4 separate regions of the Mus musculus genome follow, and regions 1, 3 and 4 are each linked to region 2. A link is a contact called in public Hi-C, HiChIP or PLAC-seq and promoter capture Hi-C data. All regions are on one chromosome and are shown on one strand. Each heading gives the region's core, a stretch centred on a gene start, on an enhancer-like site or on the middle of the called end of the contact. The rest is flanking DNA. Distances are from core to core; before and after follow the strand shown. Region 1 holds the start of Borcs8 (BLOC-1 related complex subunit 8). Region 2 holds the start of Pbx4 (pre B cell leukemia homeobox 4). Region 3 overlaps Slc25a42 (solute carrier family 25, member 42). Region 4 holds the start of Ddx49 (DEAD box helicase 49).

The links. Promoter capture Hi-C pulls out the DNA fragments that hold promoters and counts their contacts. Hi-C and Micro-C count contacts between places; a contact is called where the count stands out from the background. HiChIP or PLAC-seq counts read pairs in DNA pulled down with a chosen protein or histone mark.
Region 1: a contact with region 2 is called in an H3K4me3 HiChIP or PLAC-seq map of bone marrow-derived macrophages, with 2.7 times the contacts expected there. The contact joins the promoter of Borcs8 here to the promoter of Pbx4 in region 2. A contact is called at or near these places in 5 of 39 promoter capture datasets (the 3T3-L1 cell line, embryonic stem cells, liver and 1 more), 4 of 484 Hi-C or Micro-C datasets (CD8 T cells, bone marrow-derived macrophages, forebrain and 1 more), 13 of 115 datasets of contacts at active chromatin or transcription factors (the 230-238 cell line, the SCID.adh cell line, acute myeloid leukemia and 6 more) and 5 of 9 other capture datasets (adipose tissue, embryonic stem cells, liver and 2 more).
Region 3: a promoter capture Hi-C map of cranial neural crest shows a contact between it and region 2. The contact joins the enhancer-like site here to the promoter of Pbx4 in region 2. A contact is called at or near these places in 8 of 39 promoter capture datasets (the 3T3-L1 cell line, 3T3-L1-derived adipocytes, the C10 cell line and 5 more), 3 of 115 datasets of contacts at active chromatin or transcription factors (bone marrow-derived macrophages, embryonic stem cells and pancreatic cancer cells) and 3 of 9 other capture datasets (adipose tissue, liver and pancreatic islet).
Region 4: a contact with region 2 is called in a Hi-C map of B cells, with 16 read pairs. The contact joins the promoter of Ddx49 here to the promoter of Pbx4 in region 2. A contact is called at or near these places in 6 of 39 promoter capture datasets (the C10 cell line, cranial neural crest, liver and 2 more), 1 of 484 Hi-C or Micro-C datasets (B cells), 3 of 115 datasets of contacts at active chromatin or transcription factors (the SCID.adh cell line, bone marrow-derived macrophages and embryonic stem cells) and 3 of 9 other capture datasets (adipose tissue, liver and macrophages).

Annotation. Positions count from the first base shown.
Region 1 is chr8:70,138,227-70,140,926 of GRCm38.p6, forward strand. It overlaps Borcs8 (BLOC-1 related complex subunit 8), which reads left to right and starts at 1,273. Exons shown (of 6, transcript NM_001145552.2): 1 at 1,273-1,546. The coding sequence starts at 1,510. It overlaps Rfxank (regulatory factor X-associated ankyrin-containing protein), which reads right to left and starts at 971. Exons shown (of 9, transcript NM_011266.2): 1 at 695-971. Gm45929 (predicted gene, 45929) reads left to right here and starts at 1,273. Exons shown (of 9, transcript NM_001310055.1): 1 at 1,273-1,546.
Region 2 is chr8:69,831,279-69,834,042 of GRCm38.p6, forward strand. Pbx4 (pre B cell leukemia homeobox 4) reads left to right here and starts at 1,346. Exons shown (of 8, transcript NM_001024954.2): 1 at 1,346-1,573. The coding sequence starts at 1,431.
Region 3 is chr8:70,190,119-70,192,818 of GRCm38.p6, forward strand. Slc25a42 (solute carrier family 25, member 42) reads right to left here. Exons shown (of 8, transcript NM_001007570.2): 3 at 1,743-1,848. Among named protein-coding and RNA genes, the nearest start is that of Tmem161a, 19 kb to the left of the region's middle. Within about 2 kb of position 1,278, at least 17 of the 459 cell types and tissues checked have an H3K27ac peak or open chromatin away from gene starts, as enhancers often do.
Region 4 is chr8:70,301,060-70,303,843 of GRCm38.p6, forward strand. Ddx49 (DEAD box helicase 49) reads right to left here and starts at 1,393. Exons shown (of 13, transcript NM_001024922.2): 1 at 1,264-1,393; 2 at 1-43. The coding sequence starts at 1,378. It overlaps Cope (coatomer protein complex, subunit epsilon), which reads left to right and starts at 1,708. Exons shown (of 10, transcript NM_021538.2): 1 at 1,708-1,873. The coding sequence starts at 1,748.

The DNA.
Region 1 (2,700 bases), core at 23-2,522, 310 kb after region 2:
GAGTGAAGAGATGACAGTAATTAGCCAAATCTCGTGGTCCCCAAGATGGCTCAGTTGGTAAAGGCGCTTGTCACCAAGTCAGATGACCCAATTTTGATTCCAGGAACCCACAGGGTGGAGGGAAAAAACTGACCCTGGTAAATTGTCCTCTGACCTCCACACCAAACCCACAGCACAGCCTGCCCACAAAATAAATGAATAAATGAGTTCTTATCTGGGGCTGGAGCTTGGTTAGGTGGGGCATGATAGTGCACACCTTTAGTCCTAGTACTTGGGAGGCAGAGGCAGGTAGATCCCTTTGAGTTCAAGACTAGCCTAGTCTAAATAGTGAATTCCAGGACAGCCATGGTCTGCATATTGAGCCTTGCTTTATGACGCCGGGAAAACTGTGGCTTTAGATAAATATCATTGTTAATAAATTAACACCAGAAGCCAAGGCAATAAAATGAGGGTTCTGGCAGCAGTCTGGGTTCCAATCACTTACAAGCTATAAAAACCTAGTCTATGACTAAGCTGAGCCTCATTCCCTCGTTAATAAGGTGAAGATGTAAGGCCTCAGAGAGGTCATATCAGAAAACATCATAGAGAGATACTAATGTCAAACTTATCAATGTCCCACTGTGGTTATTTGGGCCGGAATCCCCCAAAATGACTTAGGACTCAACAAAAGATGCGACGTGTAAGATCCACTCACCTCCCTCCAGCCTCCTCTGTGTCCCTACGCTGCCAGCCTTGGTCTTCCAAAACTCAGGAAGCTCTGTTCACAAACTTTTCTGGTTCAGTAGATCTCGTAAAGAGCAAGTTGGTGACCAGACGCTCAGTTCTCTAGCTTCCTCTCCTGGGACATAGAGCAGCAACTTAATACGCGACGACTACTCCTACTGGAAAACTCCTCCACTGCGCCTGCGCACCCTTGCCCTGCAAAAGTACCAAAAAATAAAAAATAAAAACCCGAAGCTGCTTCTAGCGCTTTAAGACTGGAGGGAGGAGCGTGGCTTCCGCTGAGGCCAATGGGTACAGTGGCGCATGCGCACGCTATCCTTCCTAAAGGGCTGAAGGAGCCTTAGACTCGCTGAAGATTTTATTGCGCGTGCGCTTCCCCGCCCCATGCACCGCCCCCTCCTGTCTGCCCCAATCGGATCCACAGACGGTGGGAGGGCGGAGCATTTGCCCCACGGGGCGGAGACACATGGGCGGGACTTGTCAAATTTAAAGAGACCGAATATTATTGTTACTTTGTCCATAACAATTTCCCTGCCCTGGTCCCTGAGAATTATCTGTACGTGTAGCAGGGAGTCCTTGACGAGGCATACTATAACATCAAGAAATCTCTATCCTCCCGACACGCTCGCATAGGACTGCCTCCTTCCGTCTATCTCGTGTCTGAATAGAAGTTACCTCGTAAGAGGAGCCAGCGCACAGGACGCCAGAACCCATACCTGAACGTTTAAACGTCTCAACCTCCCGACTTCCGCTTCCGGTTTCTGGGCTCTGCTGGCTGCCTTCACTATGGAAGAACCTGAGATGCAGCTGAAGGGAAAGAAAGGTGTTGCGGGACCCTAGAGGGGTTGGAGGGGCCTAGAGAGGGCAACGCGGGAAGGTACATGACAAAGAGCCGCCGTAGACCTCCCGGCCTGCGGGGTTCGATGGAAAAGGGAGGCCGGTGTCTCCCGCCGGGAGGTGTTGTGATGTATAATGATCCCGGGCAGGAAAAGGCTCTTTTCTACTTCTGAGATAAGGTCCCGGGATGTAACCCTGGCTATATTGGAACTCGCTGTGTAGACCGGGATGGTCTCAAACCTCTCTGCCTTCTGAGAGTTGGAATTAAAAGCAGAATCCATCCAGGTCCCTGCTCAGTGTAATGTGGTTTTTAGCCTGTGAATACGTAAAGGAGTATGTGGGCTTGGTGGCGCAATACTCTAATCCTCTCTTCTCAAGAGACAAGAAATTGAAGGCCAGTTTGGTCTGCACATTGAAACTCAAATCTCGAGAGAAGAGCTGGGGCTTTAGCTCAGTCGTAAACACTTTGACCAGCGCATTCAAAGCTCTGGGTTTGATCCCCGACACTGCAAAATATATTAAGGACCAGATAAGTAGATTATTTTCTTTAGCTGATGGGAGCCCTGCGTGGTAAGAGGAGTTGGTGTCATCTGCCACCATTAGCCTGGTCAGAGCTTGTCTGATACAGGAAGGAGTGGGGGATGAAGGGGACTGAAGTTGGAAGCAACAGGATCCTTGATGGATGGAGCAGGAAGAATAGAGATTTCCTGACTGGGAAAGCTGTTGGTCAAAGTCTACCCTGGGATGATGGTTTTGGTGCAGTTGACTTGTGGTAGGAACATGAGTTCTGGAGTAAAGGAAACAGGCTTAACAGGAACTTGAATGGATTCTGCAGAGGGCAGCCTTAGCAGGCATGTTTCTGGAACAGGGCCTGTGATATACCTCAGAGCTGTTCCCACACAGCAAGGGACGTGGCCTTCCACATCATTCCTGCCACAGAGTAGAGGCCTCACGAGATTGTGGACTTTAGGCACCTTTGAGTTCTGTGTTCATCCTCTGGGCAGCTGGATATGGTGGTACATGCTTCTCTTCCCTTGGGAGCACTTGGGAGGCAAAGGCAGGCAGAGGAATTGCTGTGAGTTAAGGACAGCTTAGTCAACACAGTGAGTTACAGGGAATCCAGAGCTACTAGATTCTAGT
Region 2 (2,764 bases), core at 96-2,595:
CAGAAGAGGGAGTCAGATCATGTTACAGATGGTTGTGAGCCACCATGTGGTTGCTGGGATTTGAACTCTGGACCTTCAGAAGAGCAGTCGGGTGCTCTTACCCACTGAGCCATCTCACCAGCCCAGAAGAATTCTGAGGAGTCATAGAGTGGAGGACCCTGAGGGCTGCTGGGAGAACCCCAGGGCGGGGGGTGGGAGGGACTGTGAAAAGGACCAGAAATTTTGCGGAGCCTGGGACTCAGGTGTGAGAGGCCTTGAGGAAGAGGCAGGACTGGGGAGTGGGAATTCTGAGGAGCTGTGGGGAGCTATGAGGAGGAAGACCCACAGTTCTGAGGAAGTAGCCAGGGCAGTGAGGAGAGGGGAAGGCACTCTCAGTTACCAGTGAATTTGATATCAGTTTGAACTATATGAGGCACTGACTCAAGACGCTGAAAATTTAGGGTACAGATATAGTTAGGTTGGTAGGGTTTTGTCTGGTATGCTTGCTGCCCTGAATTCCATCCTCTTCACCACACAAACAGGGCCCTGTGGCACACAGCACTCATCCCAGCACTTAGGAGTTAGAGGTAGAAGAAAGTTCGAGATCATGCTCCAATCATAGCAAACTCGGGCAACCTTCATTACATAACAAACTTGAGGACAGCATGGGCAATAAGAGACTCTGTCTCAAGTTATTTTTGAAACAAGGTCTCTCTGTATAGCCCTGGCTGTCTGGAAACTATGTAGCCTAGGCTAGCCTAGAGCTCACAGAGATCCATCTCCCTGGTGTTGGGATTAAAGGCATGTGTCGCCTTGCCCACCCACAAATTTTTGAAATTTTTGAAAAATATGAAGATGGGGAGCAAACAGTGAGGATGCAAGCCTCTGAGGAAGTAAACTCAGATGTGAATGACTGTAAAGAACCCGGGCCCTGTGAAGAAGTGATAACCTAAACAGATCCAGGACTAAAGAGAAGGCAGAGGCACTGGAGTAAGCAAGGGACGAGGGCCTATGATGGGGAAGGTAGCCATAAAGTGCACCAGACTTAAGCAAATGCAGGCGGTAGTCGTTACCATGGCAACCCCAACCATGGGGTTCCTTTCTTACTGGCAGTTGAGAAAGGAAGTTTCTAGCTAGTCGCTGAGGAGGGGGAACAGTGCATGGTGCTGATTGGTGACGGCGCCCACAGGGGGCGTGTCCTGAGGGGTGGGAGGATCAGAAGAGAATTCCTGTTTCCTAGACAACCCTCAACCCTCAGCAGCCGTTGAGAAGCTGTTTGGGGCGCATCGCGAAGGAGAGGGTGATGCACGGCGAAGATAGATGAAAAGGGCGTTTTATTGGCTAGTGGACTTGAAGGAGGCGTGGTCCCTGGGTCTGCGGCGGTTGGCTGCTGCGCAAGCGCGAGAGCCCGGCGGGACCTGTCCCTCTGCGCTCGCTCGGGACTGTAGCCCATGGCCGCCCCTCTGCGTCCCGTGCCGCCACAGCCCGCCCCGCGCCGCCTGCCGACCACAGCTCCACTAGGCCATGACACGAGCGACGTCCTGCAGCAGATCATGGCCATCACCGACCAGAGCCTGGACGAGGCTCAGGCCAGGTGCGGCTCCCGGGCAGGAAGGGAAGGGGCGGAGGCGGGATGAGGATGGGACAGGTGCAGCTGAGCTTGGAGTGATGGACAGGCGGAGTGATCTTGGGCCAGAGGGAATGAAGGATACAAGAATTTGTCCTGGACTAAAGGGTGACTTCGTGAGGAAAGAGGGTATCAGAGTTATGGAGGTAAAAGCCCGGCCCTGGGAACAGGAGACATTGGAAGGGTTAAGTGATCTATTATTGGCGGACGCGTAGGGTTGGGGTAGGGCAAAGACCGCAAGTTTGCAAGTCACACAGTGGAAGAGAAGCTACTGAAGAGCCTGTACTAGAATGATCTGATACAGGATCCGTTGAGAACTTTCAGGAACGGATATGGGGAGCTGGGTGGACATAGAGGGCACCCGTCTTTTTATAGTTTTTATTTTCTCTTTGTGTGTATGTGTGTGTGCTCCCGACATGTGAGTAGAGATCTCCAGTTCTTTGGGAGTGTAGCGAGTACACTAAACCACTAAGCTCTCTCTCCAGTGTACCCACCCCCAACCTGGCAGGAGCTTTTATCACCAGGCTTGCTTCAAACTCATCATTTTTTTTAAAGAGTCAGTTATTTTATGTATATGAGTACACTGTAGCTGTCTTCAGACACACCAGAAGAGGGCATCAGATCCCATTACAGATGACTGTGAGCCACCAAGTGGTTGCTGGGAATTGAACTCAGGATCTCTGGAAGAGCAGTCAGTGCTCTTAACCACTGAGCCCTCTCTCCATCCCTCAAACTTATTAAAAGATAACCTTGGAAGGATCTTTGAGTTCGAGGCCAGCCTAGTCTGCAAAGCGAGTTCCAGGACAGCCAGGGCTACACAGAGAAACCCTGGCTAGAACCATCCAGAGACTCAAACAAACAAACAAACAAACAAAAGATAACCTTGAACTCCTGATCATGCAGTCTTTACCTTCAGAGTGCTGGGGTGAGAGTCATCCGCCACCCACTAACCACATCCCAAGGATTCCTTTTCTTTATATTTATTTGTCTGTTTGTTTGGGAGAGGACCTCATGTTTCCCAGGCTAGCCTGAAACTCTCCATACAACACATACAGTCCAGGATGATCTCCTGCCTCAGCCTCCCTGAGTGCATGTACCAGCACACCCAGCTCGTGTGATGCTCAGGCTGAACACAGGGCTTTGTGCATGCTAGGCCAG
Region 3 (2,700 bases), core at 28-2,527, 360 kb after region 2:
GATGTGACTGTCAAGCTCCTGGGTCTGCAACCCCAATACCCAGGGCTCTGGGGCCTGACCTGCGCTTGGGGCTGAATGTGAGCAGTGGACAGGAATGCACTGGGTGGAGGATCGTGCCTAGGCCTGCCCTCATCCTTTCTTCCCCAGGAAGGGCAGTGGGGCCAGCACCTGGCAGCTTAGGACAGGCAGAGGCTCAGGCTGTGGGGCTGAGGGGCTGAGTATTGTGGGCACTGGGGAGGGACTCCAGTTCACTGACCCTGTTGCCAGCAAACCTAGGCCTCATCAGAACAAGTCCCAAGGCTGTCTGGGTCTGCCCTCTGTTCTCCAGGCCCGATCCCAGCACAGGTGCGCTAGCACTTAGTGGTACCAAGGTTTGCCTCGCTCCACACAACATGATGTCTTCAATCCTATATGAGGCAGGGGGCTGAGCTATGTAGGTCAGAAGGATTTGATGGTGAGGAGTGTCTGGTGTGGTCAGTGGACAGCACCAAAAACCCCAACCCCAGTGTGAAGTCTCAGTACTTCTCTAGCCCTCAGCAGGAAATGGCTACCCAGGGCCTGGTGCCACAGCTGTGCTCAGTCAGCAGGTGACACGAACTGTGATTGAGGTGCAGTAGCTGTGGTTAGCCCCTCTCCCAACAACTGAAGGAGGCTGCCACCATTTGACCATCAATAGGAAGCCCAGCCTTGCTCAGGCTTACCAGGCTGGACACAGTTTAGTACCCAGGGAGGGACATGGGCTCTAGGCTATGTCCCCCAAATTATATCCACATCCCCAGGGGTTCTCTGGGAAGGTGACTAGGTTTGGGAACAAAGGCTTTGTGGTGTGTGGCAGATTCAAGGTGCTAGAAGGTGCTCTACAGCAGTGACAAGTGTCTCTGAAGGACACAGGGTGTGGTAGCAAACACAAGTGACCCCATGAAGAGACATGAGGTATCATGCCCGTCTCTGCAGTAATCCTTGGCCCAAACTCCCTTGTCCCTGTGTCAGCCAAAGCAACCATCTCTCCCTTCATTCCCCCCAGGCCCCCCTCTGCCCCCACAGATGCTGGCCTTGGGAGCAGATGAAAGGCATTCTACCCTAGCCTCCCCGTGGCCATAACTTGCCCTCCCTCCCCTGATTAACAACCAGCATTTCTCCAGTGCAGATGGCTCCTGCCCTTGAAGGAAGCAGGAGCCAATATTCTTGAAGTAACAAAAGCCCACTCTTGGGCTATGGGAAAGGCAATTAAGTGTTTCCAGACAGCTGAGACCAGTTTGTAAACTGCGAACAAAAAGGAGTTCCTTCTTCCCAGGTCAGGAAGGTCCCTTTCCAGCTGCAGTTCTGTCCCCACCTCTCTGTCTGAACACTTGTTACCAGGATGAAGGACGGCACTCCTTCCCCCTCCCAGCCATGTACCTCGGTACAAAGCTCAAGAATCCCAGCTGTGCACACTCCTATAGATATCTCAGGCCCTGGGTGAGAGCATCGCATCCCTAACCTGCGGGACAGAGAAGGCTTGTGATCCGAGTCAGATTGGTATAATAAAGATTCTCTTTGTTCTTGTATCAGACTGGCAATTCCTGGCAGTCTCCTGTGGCATAGCACCCAGTACTTACTAGGCTGAGGCAGGAAGACTGCTGTAGATTCAAGGCTGACCGAGACTATAAAGTGAAATGTGAGGCCTGTCTGGGCTACAATCTGGGACTCTGTATTTGGGGTTGGCGGAGAAGTGGGAGGAAGATCAGTCACACAGCTGTTACCTTGGAAGATGATCTTGGTCCGGTCCAGGGGGGCTACTGCTGTCTTGGCAAGTGCACCAGCCAGGGCTCCAGACAGCAGGGAGCTGAGCACTTGCCTGTGGTCTCTCTGCAACAGAACTCCAGGTTAATGTCTCAAAAACAAAGTGGTCAAGGCCTCATAGAGGCTGGAGGAGCTGCTCATCAGGGGACCAAGACCCAGAGATGCATCAAGTGCCTTTAATGTTTGTGTCCTCCTGTGCCCATGTGTGTGGTGGTCAGAGGTCAGCATCAAGTGTTCCTCATCATTTTTTGTCTCTCAGTGGGCTCACTGATTCAGCTAGAATGAACAGTAAACAAGCTCCAAGATCCTCCCTTCTCTGTGCCTTCCTGCCCTAGTGTGGTTCACAGACACAGGCTGTCACGGTTCCATGTGGGTCCTGGGGGTCTGAATTCAGGTCTTCATGCCTGACAAACACTTTTTTACTGACTGAACCATCTCCCGTCCCTTTTCTCTTGACTTTGTTTGTTTGTTTGTTTGTTTGTTTTGGGATGGGGTCCCTCTATGCAATCATGGCTGGCCTGGAATTTGTTAATGCAGAGCAGGCTGGCTTCATCTCAAGACTCTTCTGCTCCTGCCTCCTGAGCACTAGGGCATGTGCCATGTAACTGTCACATGTGCCATGCCAGGCATGTAACCATCATTTCCCCTGATTTGAGACAGTCTTTCTTTAATCTTGCAATCCTCCTGCCTCAGCCACCCAAGTGCCGAGACAGCTAGTGAGCACTGCTCTCCCAGCCCACCTCTTCACAGTCCTCACCCTCAGCGCTGTCTGAAACACTGCTTAGCCATGTGCAGTCAGCTCTGGGGTGAGGGGACAGTTACCCCACACGATGTCCCAGACCATCCTTCCAACTTCCCAGTTTTCATGACTCCTGTGTGCAATCCCTGGTCCCCATCCCTACCCTTGTTTGTATAATT
Region 4 (2,784 bases), core at 143-2,642, 470 kb after region 2:
GTCTTGCCACTTCCTGTTTTTGCACAGCCCAAGCAGTCCCGACCTAGGCAGATGGCAAAGCAGCATCAGTGTGGAGCAAGGGCCATGATTGGTCCCTTGGGCATTCCCTCATTATTGTAAGAAATAGATGGGTATGGTCTGCTTTTAGTACGAGGTGAGCTTACAGTTCACTAGAGCTACAGATGAGTTGGAGGCACTGGGTCCTTCTCTCCCCTAGTTAGTCTAAGACTCGGAGAGTTACAGGTGCTCTGCTATGTGACTGAGCCCATGATTAGAAAGGAAGGGCAGCCAGGCAGTAGTGGCGCACACCTTTAATTTCAGCACTTGGGAGGCAGAGGCAGGCAGATTTCTGAGTTCAAGGCCAGCCTGTTCTACAGAGTGAGTTCCAGGACAGCCAGGGCTATACAGAGAAACCCTGTCTCAAAAAAACAAAAAAACAAGGGAAAAAAAAAAGAAAGAAAAGAGAATAGAAGAGAGGCAGCCTCAAGACCCAAACTATTCATTAGAGAAGACTTGGGGCCCCAATGGACCAATGGGATGGGGAATTTGGGGAGGGGAAAAGCCCTGCAGGTCTATGGAAGAAAAGGTCAGGAATTTCCCATATTTGGGGAAAGGCTTCAAAAACTTGCTTGAAATCACCACACCAGCTATTTTTGCCTTTTCTCTATGCTGGTACCCCTTTCTCCAGAATTGAATATTTAAAACTGTTTCATTTCCACTAGTCCCTTGAACGTGTTATTATCTAATTTCCAACAATTATTATAATTGCTTGTTTGAAACAAATTTTCAGGTAGCCCAGGCTGGTCTGCAACTTGCTACCAAACTGAGGATCACCTTGAACTCCTGATCCTCTTGCTTCCACCTGCTCAGTATTGAGATGACTGAGAGTCACCACGTCCGGCTCCAAGGACGCCTCTTTAATGGCAAAAGTGAACTGGGTCGAAGAGCACTGACACAAACACGGAGCATTGGTTTTTACCTGGAGTTTGACGGCTTCTACGTCAAAGCCAGCTCTACCCTTTTTTTTTTTCAGTGCCATGTTTTAGTCATTCACCGATCTCTCCCTATGCTCGGGTGCTACGAAAACTTAAGAGGTGCCACCCATCACCTGTGTGATAATGAACACGAGTCGGTCGCAGCGTAAATGTCAATGCTGCGGGTCAGGGTCCCCGAAACACTCAATGCTGTCCTGATTCCTGGAACCCAAGTGGGGCTAAGGAAGAGCGGGCAAAGAAAGGCATTAAAAGAAAGGCGAGAACTCACCTTCCAGGATGGCCGGAATGCACCCGAGCTGCACCGGCGTGGGCTGCTTCAACCCCAGCTGTCGACACTGTTCTACCAGCCACGACGACAACCCGATCTCAGCGAACCCCGCCATGCTCCAGACCCGGGCAGAGAACCTAGAAATGAGTGCTTCCGGCGCGTGAATGCTACGTCACGTCCACCCCGGCGCAGTCCGGCCTGGAAAAGTTGTGAGAGGACGTTGGCGGAGGAATGTGACGTCACGGAGAGACCCTCTCCAGATCCTTCAACCAATCCGAGCTTTGACCGCTTTTCAGTGTTTTGGTTCTGAAGGCCTTGTGTTTGTTGACGGAATCCGAACTATAGTTCTCGGGAGGCTTTGCAAGGTTTCTTTTTCATCGCCTCTGATTTGTCCCATAGAACTACGTTTCCCAGAGTTCCTGACGACGGGGACCTGCTTCCGGCCTACGTGTCCCAGAAGAAGGTTGGTTAGAGGTGCGGTGACATGGCTCCTCCGGTTCCTGGCGCGGTCTCTGGCGGCTCCGGAGAGGTAGATGAGCTGTTCGACGTGAAGAACGCTTTCTACATCGGCAGCTACCAGCAGTGCATCAACGAGGCTCAGCGCGTGAAGGTGGGCAGCGTGCGGAGCAGCTTCCGGCGCGCTCTGAGGTTCTGGTCCGAGGACTCGGTTTCTCTTATAATTAGGGATGGTTTTCAATTTACTCTGTAACCGAGGCTAACCTTGAGGTCCTGCGCCTCCAGTCTTCACCCCTCCAGTGCTAGGATGACAGGTGTGCACCCCTGTGCCAAGCTTCCAACTTTCTGGTGGTTGATTGACAGGGGCTCACTTTATAGCCCAGGCTGACCTGAAGTCAGGGTAATGGTGAGGTGACAGGTGTGCGCCACTAGCTCCATCATAAAACCTCTTACTGTTTCGTTTTTAAACCCCCCCCGCCCCCCTTTTTTAAGTGTCTAAAGTCAGGCATCATGGTGCACGCCTTCTATTCCAGCACTTGGGAGGCTGATCTCTGTAAGTTTAGGGTCAGCCTGATCTTCATAAGCAGTTCTAGGTCAGTTCGGGTAATACTGTAATCTGTCTTAATAATAGTCCTAAACCGGAGGTAGCTTGGTGTGCCTTAAATCCCAGCACCCAGAGGCAGAGGCAGTCAAGTCTCTGAGTTTTGGACCACTCTGATCTACATAGCGACTTCCAGGACAGCCAGGGTGCTACAGAAAAACCCCGTCTTGAACTGTACCCTCCTCGCCTCCCCCACTCCCCCCAAAAGGGAAGTTTGGTTATAAAAGAAGACAGTCTCCTTTAGCCCAGGCTGGCCTCAGACTCCCCATGTTGCTGAAGAGCACTGAATTCCTGATGGCCATGCCTGCTCTCTGGAGTGCTGGGATCATAGTGTGCACAGCCAAAGCACAGCTTCGATGCAAATGCTCCACAGGCTAAATCCTTGCCCTGGTTTTGTTTTATGTTTTAAGCAGCTTCATATAGCCCAGGCTGTCCCTAGATGTAGCAGTCTTGTCTCAGCCTCC